2 separate regions of the Acanthopagrus latus genome follow, and region 1 is linked to region 2. Evidence: chromatin contacts called from public Hi-C data. All regions are on one chromosome and are shown on one strand. The core of a region is the stretch at or near the end of the contact, and the rest is flanking DNA. Distances in the headings are between cores, read along the strand shown. Region 1 holds the start of ccdc167 (coiled-coil domain-containing protein 167). Region 2 holds the start of mettl24 (methyltransferase-like protein 24).

Evidence for each region. Hi-C and Micro-C count contacts between places; a contact is called where the count stands out from the background.
Region 1: a contact with region 2 is called in a Hi-C map of muscle, with 7 times the contacts expected there. The contact joins the promoter of ccdc167 here to the promoter of mettl24 in region 2. A contact is called at or near these places in 3 of 4 Hi-C or Micro-C datasets (liver and muscle).

What each region holds. Positions count from the first base shown.
Region 1 is chr22:15,865,272-15,868,932 of fAcaLat1.1, forward strand. It overlaps ccdc167 (coiled-coil domain-containing protein 167), which reads left to right and starts at 1,598. Exons shown (of 5, transcript XM_037087079.1): 1 at 1,598-1,739; 2 at 2,111-2,345; 3 at 2,525-2,619; 4 at 2,761-2,813; 5 at 3,403-3,661. The coding sequence starts at 2,295. The coding sequence ends at 3,521. kif25 (kinesin-like protein KIF25) reads right to left here and starts at 1,830. Exons shown (of 17, transcript XM_037087078.1): 1 at 1,827-1,830; 2 at 1,666-1,672; 3 at 1,442-1,490; 4 at 1,255-1,320; 5 at 258-380; 6 at 1-115.
Region 2 is chr22:15,728,156-15,731,701 of fAcaLat1.1, forward strand. It overlaps mettl24 (methyltransferase-like protein 24), which reads left to right and starts at 2,268. Exons shown (of 5, transcript XM_037085674.1): 1 at 2,268-3,056. The coding sequence starts at 2,751.

The DNA of each region.
Region 1 (3,661 bases), core at 348-2,847, 140 kb after region 2:
TTAGAGAACAGCTGGCTTGCTCCACTTTCTTCAGCAGCTGCTTGCTCTGCTCCTCCAGCTCAGTGGCGAAACTCAAATACACAGCAAAAAATTCACTCAAGTCCTGCTTCACGGCCTGCCACCAACACACAGAGAGCACAAGTTAATTTTGTAGGGCTGCACTTAATTTTCCTTTCTTGACTTTGGATGCTATTCATTGAAACATCTCAGCAAAACAGACGTAAAGACAATTCACAACCTTCTGTGTGCACACGTACCTGGACCTCCTGAAGGAGTTTGGTGAGGGCTGACCGGGTGATCCTCTGTGCATTCCTCTGGTGCTGATGGTGGTTCAGGTCCTTGGGCTCCTCTTCCGGGTCTCGGCGGAGTTTCCCCAGACACTGGAAAGGAAAGAACATAATCATACTTATCCTGCACCGCTCGGCCACTTCATTCATACTTTTTTATGCCAAGCTGAAATATAATTAATCTCCCACTTGTATTATGTGATGCTTAAGTGTGAAACTGAATTTTAAAACAATACATGGTTGTTTGTGAGGCTGTTCTTTCTTGGCCACTCTTTCTTTTCATTCTGGCCCTTTGACCATTTTGTTAGTAGACAAGATGGACCACTTACTAATTATGGCTGTTGCTAAGCATTAAAATACTCATATTACAAAAAGTCACCAGACATACAACCTACTTCTAAGTTTTAAAAGGGTGCAATGTTTTTGCAATGTTTCCTGTACTTCTATATGTAATGTTTCTTTTTGCAATTGTGAAAAACTATAAATCAAGGCAAATTCTGAGCCTTACAGGTCCAACATAGGGTATATCAGTTTGTCCCATTTGAATATAAAAACAGACATATTATATATACAATATAAATAGGAGCTGACCTTAAAAGAACAAATCAATTTTAATGTGGTGGACCCTGCCACCTTTCTAGCTTCAAACTGTGTTCTGAGCAGACTGTTTAATTGGTTATGGTGAAAATAAAATTGAGTTTGTATTATTACCTCATTACTATTGTAAATATTAGTATTTTAATTGTGTCTCTTAAACTACACAGTGCCCCTTTAACACAAGCGTCTACAACTCACAAAAACACACAGGGCAAAAACACACACAGTCATTCAGATAAAAACTGCCTTTCACAAAAAAGACAACTCAGTATACTCAATATAAAAGACTTAAGCTCATCCAGAATAGATATTTATCAGGGAGGACTACAGGTTTAAGCTTGTCAGTAATGAATAACAGACATCTTCTTACCTCTGCAAGCCTTAAATGTAGAATAGCATTCTCAGTCTCCAGTTCCAGTATTCGCTCCTCTTTGCTCTGAAAACACAGTGAATATATATAATATACAAATGACATCTAAAAAAAAAAAGAGTGTCTAGAGTTATTTGGAGTCGTTGGACAACTTCTATTAAACTAATTCAACACTTCACTGACTCACCCTCAGCTTGTGCTCCAGCAGGTGGACCTGATGTGCGAATATCTGATCCCTGTTTATAAAAAGAGGCATTTTTTTGTTCTTCTCTCAAATAAAAGACGCTGTCAGAGACGAGAATGGACAGCCTCGTCCCTTTTCCCTTCTCAGCGGATCACGTCCTGTCCCTCTTAGGTCACATAATCCGATTATAACAGCGGTCAACAACAGCTCTCTGGACTCTGGCTCACCTGTCTGCTGCAGAGAGGAGGATGACAACTTCAGTCCTGGAGACACAACAGCCGAGCTAATAGCAATATTTCATGTAAGCTAACGTTAGCGTGTATGAAAACGACGTGATAATGTAGGGAAAAAAATGTTGGACTCTTAAAGAAACAGGCTGAATTTTTACCAAATTTGTGGGATGAAGGATTTTATATCTGTAATACAAATGAAATAAATAGCCTATTTAAAAACAAAACAAAAAAAGCAGGCATTTTAAACTGTATTTTAAAATTAGGCTAACACAGGTGCTAATTAGTGACTCCAGGTGCAGCTAGCTAGCTTAAGTGCTAGTAAAAATAAGTAAGAAAGTAGGCTACACAGCGTATGTTACGTGCCAAAAGAAACAGGGTTAAGAGAGGTAAACAATTCTATTAATTTAATTTTTAAAAAATGTTTTTGTTGGTTTTTTAGCCATTCACTCTCCTGCCAGTCTACTGCGCCACACTCCAGCCCCGTAGGTGGCCGTACTGCGCCTGTAAGCTTGTTTGCCGCAACAGACGTTAAAGCCCAACCAAGAATATCACGAAGAAGAAAATCACTTCCGCATAGTCACAGTTTATCCTGCTCATCCAGGCATTCATCAGCAGGTCACAACATGGCAAAATTAAAGGATAAAAGACGGGAGAAAGTCAGTGTCGCCACTGAGGTGAGGCTTTTTAGACCGTTGTCTTGTGCTGTCTACCTAACGTCAGCTAGAAGGTTAGCTTTAGCTTGCGCTTGCTAATGCTACACGAGTTTCATTCATTCATGTCTGGTAACTGTCTCTGTTAATGTTGTGCTATCCCAGCTAAACTTCCTGTTGCATCCTGTTTATAAATGTTACAGATTGACCGTTTGGAGGAGCGGAAGGCGCTTTGTAAAGACAACCTGGAGAGAGCAGAGTTCAAAAGCAGAAAAGAGAAGCTCTCTGAAAAGGAAAGGTGAGGATGATGAAGATGGGAATGGTGATGGAGACTGTGACAGTTAAAAGCATCGCTTTATGTCAGCACCTCATTGGCTTGTTAAGATAAAAACCTAATGAATTACTTTCTCATTGATTAATGGTGCTGCTTGGTCCGCAGGCAGGAACTGGAAGATGAAATGTCAATCATGAACGAGAGGGTGCAAAAGTTGGGTAAGTCTGCACAGATCACGCATCGCTGTGGGTATGGTTCACTGTCCGCATGTCATTTAAATTTTATTGTTGTTATACAGGAAAAGATTAAAAGCAGCTCTTCCCATGTTAAAATGTGTGACATTTAAATTGGTATGACAGGCTCTTGACTGTTCTGCAGCACCAGAAAAGGCAGAATTGCATTACAAGACAAATTAAAAACAGAAACAAACTAAATAAACTAACTGATCTTAAATAACAACAACACTTTCATACTGTTTACTTTGTTTATATTAGTTTATAAAACTTATTGTTTTAGAGCAGCTTGTTTATTCAGTTATGGAAAAAATGAAGTGCCTCTTTAACATCAGGAAAGATTTTTAAGTCATAGGAGTGATTTTGAGTTACCTTGAAAAGTCACAGAAACTACATGAAAGTTTCTGTCAGAGCCATGATGGAAACCCTGTTACATGTTTTGATAGTCCTTTCCTGTTCATCCAATCAGTCCTTATAGGGCAATATGTCTCTAGTGGATCAGTTGCAGGTTGTGACCAGTTTAATGCTTTAACGTGCAGAGTGCCTTCATATCTGATTTGTTTTTCATTTCTAGATAAGGAGCTCGAGACACTAAGAGGAGAGAATCGGAAGAACATGCTGCTATCAGTCGCTCTGCTGGTTTTCAGTGCCCTCTTCTACTACATCTTTGTCTACAAGGAAGACGAGTCATGATACCACCCGGTATTTTTAAAGGACCCACTAAAAAAAAAAAAAAAAAAAAACACCTCAGGACAACGTTGTCATGAAACAAAACAAGAGGTCTGTGTACACAGGGATTAAATGCATGGGAAAATTTAAGATGTTTGTTGATG
Region 2 (3,546 bases), core at 1,018-3,517:
CGCTGCAGCTCTGCAGCTTGAACAAGGAGGAGCCAAGCAGATCAAGTAAACACGACCTGTTCTCTCTGGAACTCATTTTGGGCCGAGGAGAGAAGAAGAAGAAGAAGAAGAAGAAGAAGAAGAAAAAGCCTGCCAGACACGAATGCATTCCATTTGGCGGTGGATTCGGGCCAAATCCCGACAAATCATTACAATATGTGTAATACAGTCAACGGAAAGGAAAAAATCTTCTGTGTTCAATTTGAAAAAAGCCACAACAGAGACGTTTTTCTTTTTCTTCTTCTTCTTTTTGCATGTGATACACAACATGTGTCTTAAAATGTGAGTCACTTTGCACATGTTGTGAGAAGAAAAAGTTGGACATATTTGTGTGGAGGATTAGCAGAAACAGGTCACTTTCAAGCACATGTTGCCACGCACTGCACCGTAAAGACATTCCCGAAGTTATCATTGCTCTGCTTCATTTCTACGTAAATCTGAGTTAACTCTTTCTTGATCCTCACACACACACACACACACACACACACACACACACACACTTATGATGTGATCCGTTCCAGATGGAGGCAATCAGAGTTCATCACTGACCACAGGATGGCAGTAGAGATCATCTCCATGAGTGGCATCTATCTCATTATAGCTCGAGGCACTAAACTTCAGCTTGTGTTAACTATATCAAGGTATTCCCATGGCAATAACTATACATGTGACCACCGGTGCATACAGGTGACAGGGACTGGTTCAGTTTATTTATTCATTTATTTACAAGAATGCTCCAAATGTGTTTTTTTGTTTTGTTTTGTTTTGTTTTTTGTTTTTGTTTTTGTTTGTTTTTGTGGCTTCTTCGTGAGTAGAAATGATGATCCTGGAACAACGTTCATTTCCACGTTCCAGGAACAAGACACCAACGCAGTGACATCAGACCAGCCCGTGGGACTGTGACAACAAAATCACACAAAAATCTTTCATGCAACACAATTTTATGGATCGAATGGTTACTGTTTTCATTTAGTAATATGTTATTTTTCTTTTTAAATAAAGATTTGTGCATCTTACATATGGCATAAGCTACTCGAATGCATCCAAACCAAGCAAAGCCAGTGTGTGGAGGGTTATTTGACTGTTTCATAATGTCCATAGTGTATACTTTCGAGTATATTTCACCCTGTCGGAGTCTCTCCAAACACATATCAGTTCCAAAAATGAGTGAATGTCTTACATTTTTATTGTCTTCTGCAAACAAAATGATTAGGAAACTGATCAGAATCAAAGACTGAGGTTCTACAACTCCAGCTCTCATGACTAGAGAAGCAGGGGAAGTCTTATTTCTACCTTGCAGAGGGCAGCAGAGAGCTTCTTACACTGACTGTCATTGATCCTGAGCAGCAGAAAGAAGGCAGCCTTATCATTATCCTGCTTTTATTTAGCCATGTCAGGACGCTCTGTGAAGCCAGGCAAATCCTGCTTTCCAATCTAAGTGGCCTGTTGCGAGTGGACGCTTTTTTTCCTCTAAATCTCCCCTCCCAAAAAATAATTTGCTTCGGCAGGCCTGATAAATGATGTTTCCTCTCTCTCGGCCTGAAAATATCAATAAACATATTTAATAAACAGGCGCACGAGGGGAGTCGGGGGCTCTGATTGTTCATTTGCACACAAACAAATTTAGATTTGGAAGTCTTCAGAGGAAAATCAATGATTAAGTTAACTTGAGGAGGCAACAAGGCCATTGTTGGATCACAAATTAATCATTTTTAGAGTCACCGCCAAGAAGAATAAATCATAGAAGTTAGTTTCAGCAAGTTGCCAGAGATTTAGAGAACTGGCTGATCGGGGCCAATAACAGGAACGCTGATTTGAGGAAACCCCTTACAGGCTCTGAGAGCAATGATCAAACAGTCTCTTATAGATGACTGTAAGATAAAACGTCTACAAGCTGATCCTTGTAATAAAACATCAGTGACAGCATGAATGTGAGCAATATTTCCCACCCTGCAGATCCAGACTCAGCCATCAGGTTCACCAAGAGAGCCAACTTGTCTCGCAGATGCTGAGAGGGGACCTGCATGGGCCCGTAGTGCAGACCCTGCCCACGTCTAGAGTTACAGAGAAACCCGAGAGTCTGCGGGGCGGGAGAGGCAAACCCTTAGGGAGGGCAACAGAGGGGTGTGTGTGTGTGTGTGTGTGTGTGTGTGTGTGTGTGTGTGTGTGTGCGTGTGATCTGAGCCTGATGCACAGAAAAGAAAGAGAGAAAATTAAATGGGCGTGTGTGTTTTGGGAGACTTGAGAGAAAGCGTGAGGAGGGAGTATCCCAAAGTTTTTCAAAGAGGGGCGGCACACATTGTTCTAGTGGAACTGTTTGCAAGAGCCCCGGTGACACACTCGCAAAACCATTCGGAGGGTTTGAGATGCAGGCGCACATATACAGGTCCGGTTTGTGAACTTGACATGCTTGTGGTTCATTAACTCGAGGCATGCCGGTCTGACTGGTGTTGTACTTTGGACCTGAGGGGAATGAGGAGAGGAGAAGAAAAGGGAAAGAGAAGAGAAGAGAAGAGAAGAGAAGAGAAGAGAAGAGAAGAGAAGAGAAGAGAAGAGAAGAGAAGAGAAGAGAAGAGAAGAGAAGAGAAAGAGTCTTTGAGGAGTAGGAGGAGGACAAGAATGGGATAGAAGAGGCAAAGGGCAAAGCAGCAGTTCTCACAGCAGTCGATATGATGGACTGAGGCTGGACAGCAGGGGGGACAAACTAGCCGATGGACATGGGCAAAGAGCGACTCACCCGGGGACTGCTGCTGCGTCTGGGCATCCTCCTCACCGCCGTGTGTGTGTGCGTTCACGTCTACCTGGAGACGGCGTGGCGGGGAGCACCTGCGGCCCTGACACAGGGACGTCCCACGCAGCCCGACAGAGCCAAGCAGGTCCCTGCAGCAGAGGCAGGGCAGCAGGACAGGAGTGTTAAGAGGAGAATCTCTTATGTTCGAACACTAAAGAAGGAAGCCAGGAAGAGGGATGAAGACCCCTCTTCGCCCTGCTGCCTGCCTCGCCGCCCGCACAGAAAGGTACGTTTAATATTCCCAGAACTTCTCGCTCCCTTAATTGCCGCGATTAGGGTTTTGTTTTTTTTGTTTTTTTATCTGATCCCGAGTCAGTGCGGCGGGGGAGACAGACAGAGCGGCTCAATGAGAGAGCTTTCACTCCATCTTCTGTGAGTCACTGGCTTAAAGCTCGGTAATCCCAGGAGAGCGATGAAGGGAGAACAGGCGGCAGAATCAATGAGCGTTCAATAAGCGCCTCAGAGAGAAAAGTCGCAGAAAGAGGGAGTTTGACGGGGCGGTCGCAAAAAAGTGCCTGCGTTTATTTCCCTTCATGATAAATATGTTTGATCCAGACAGGTGTAGGTTTCACCCCAACTGCAAATCACGCTCACACGCTCTCCCCCCACTCTGGCTGTGTTGTATCGAATCTATACAAATTCAACTTACTCTGACAAAGGAAGCATTCAGGACGCAGTGTGTGTGTGTGTATCGACGCAAACACAGCTATTCACAC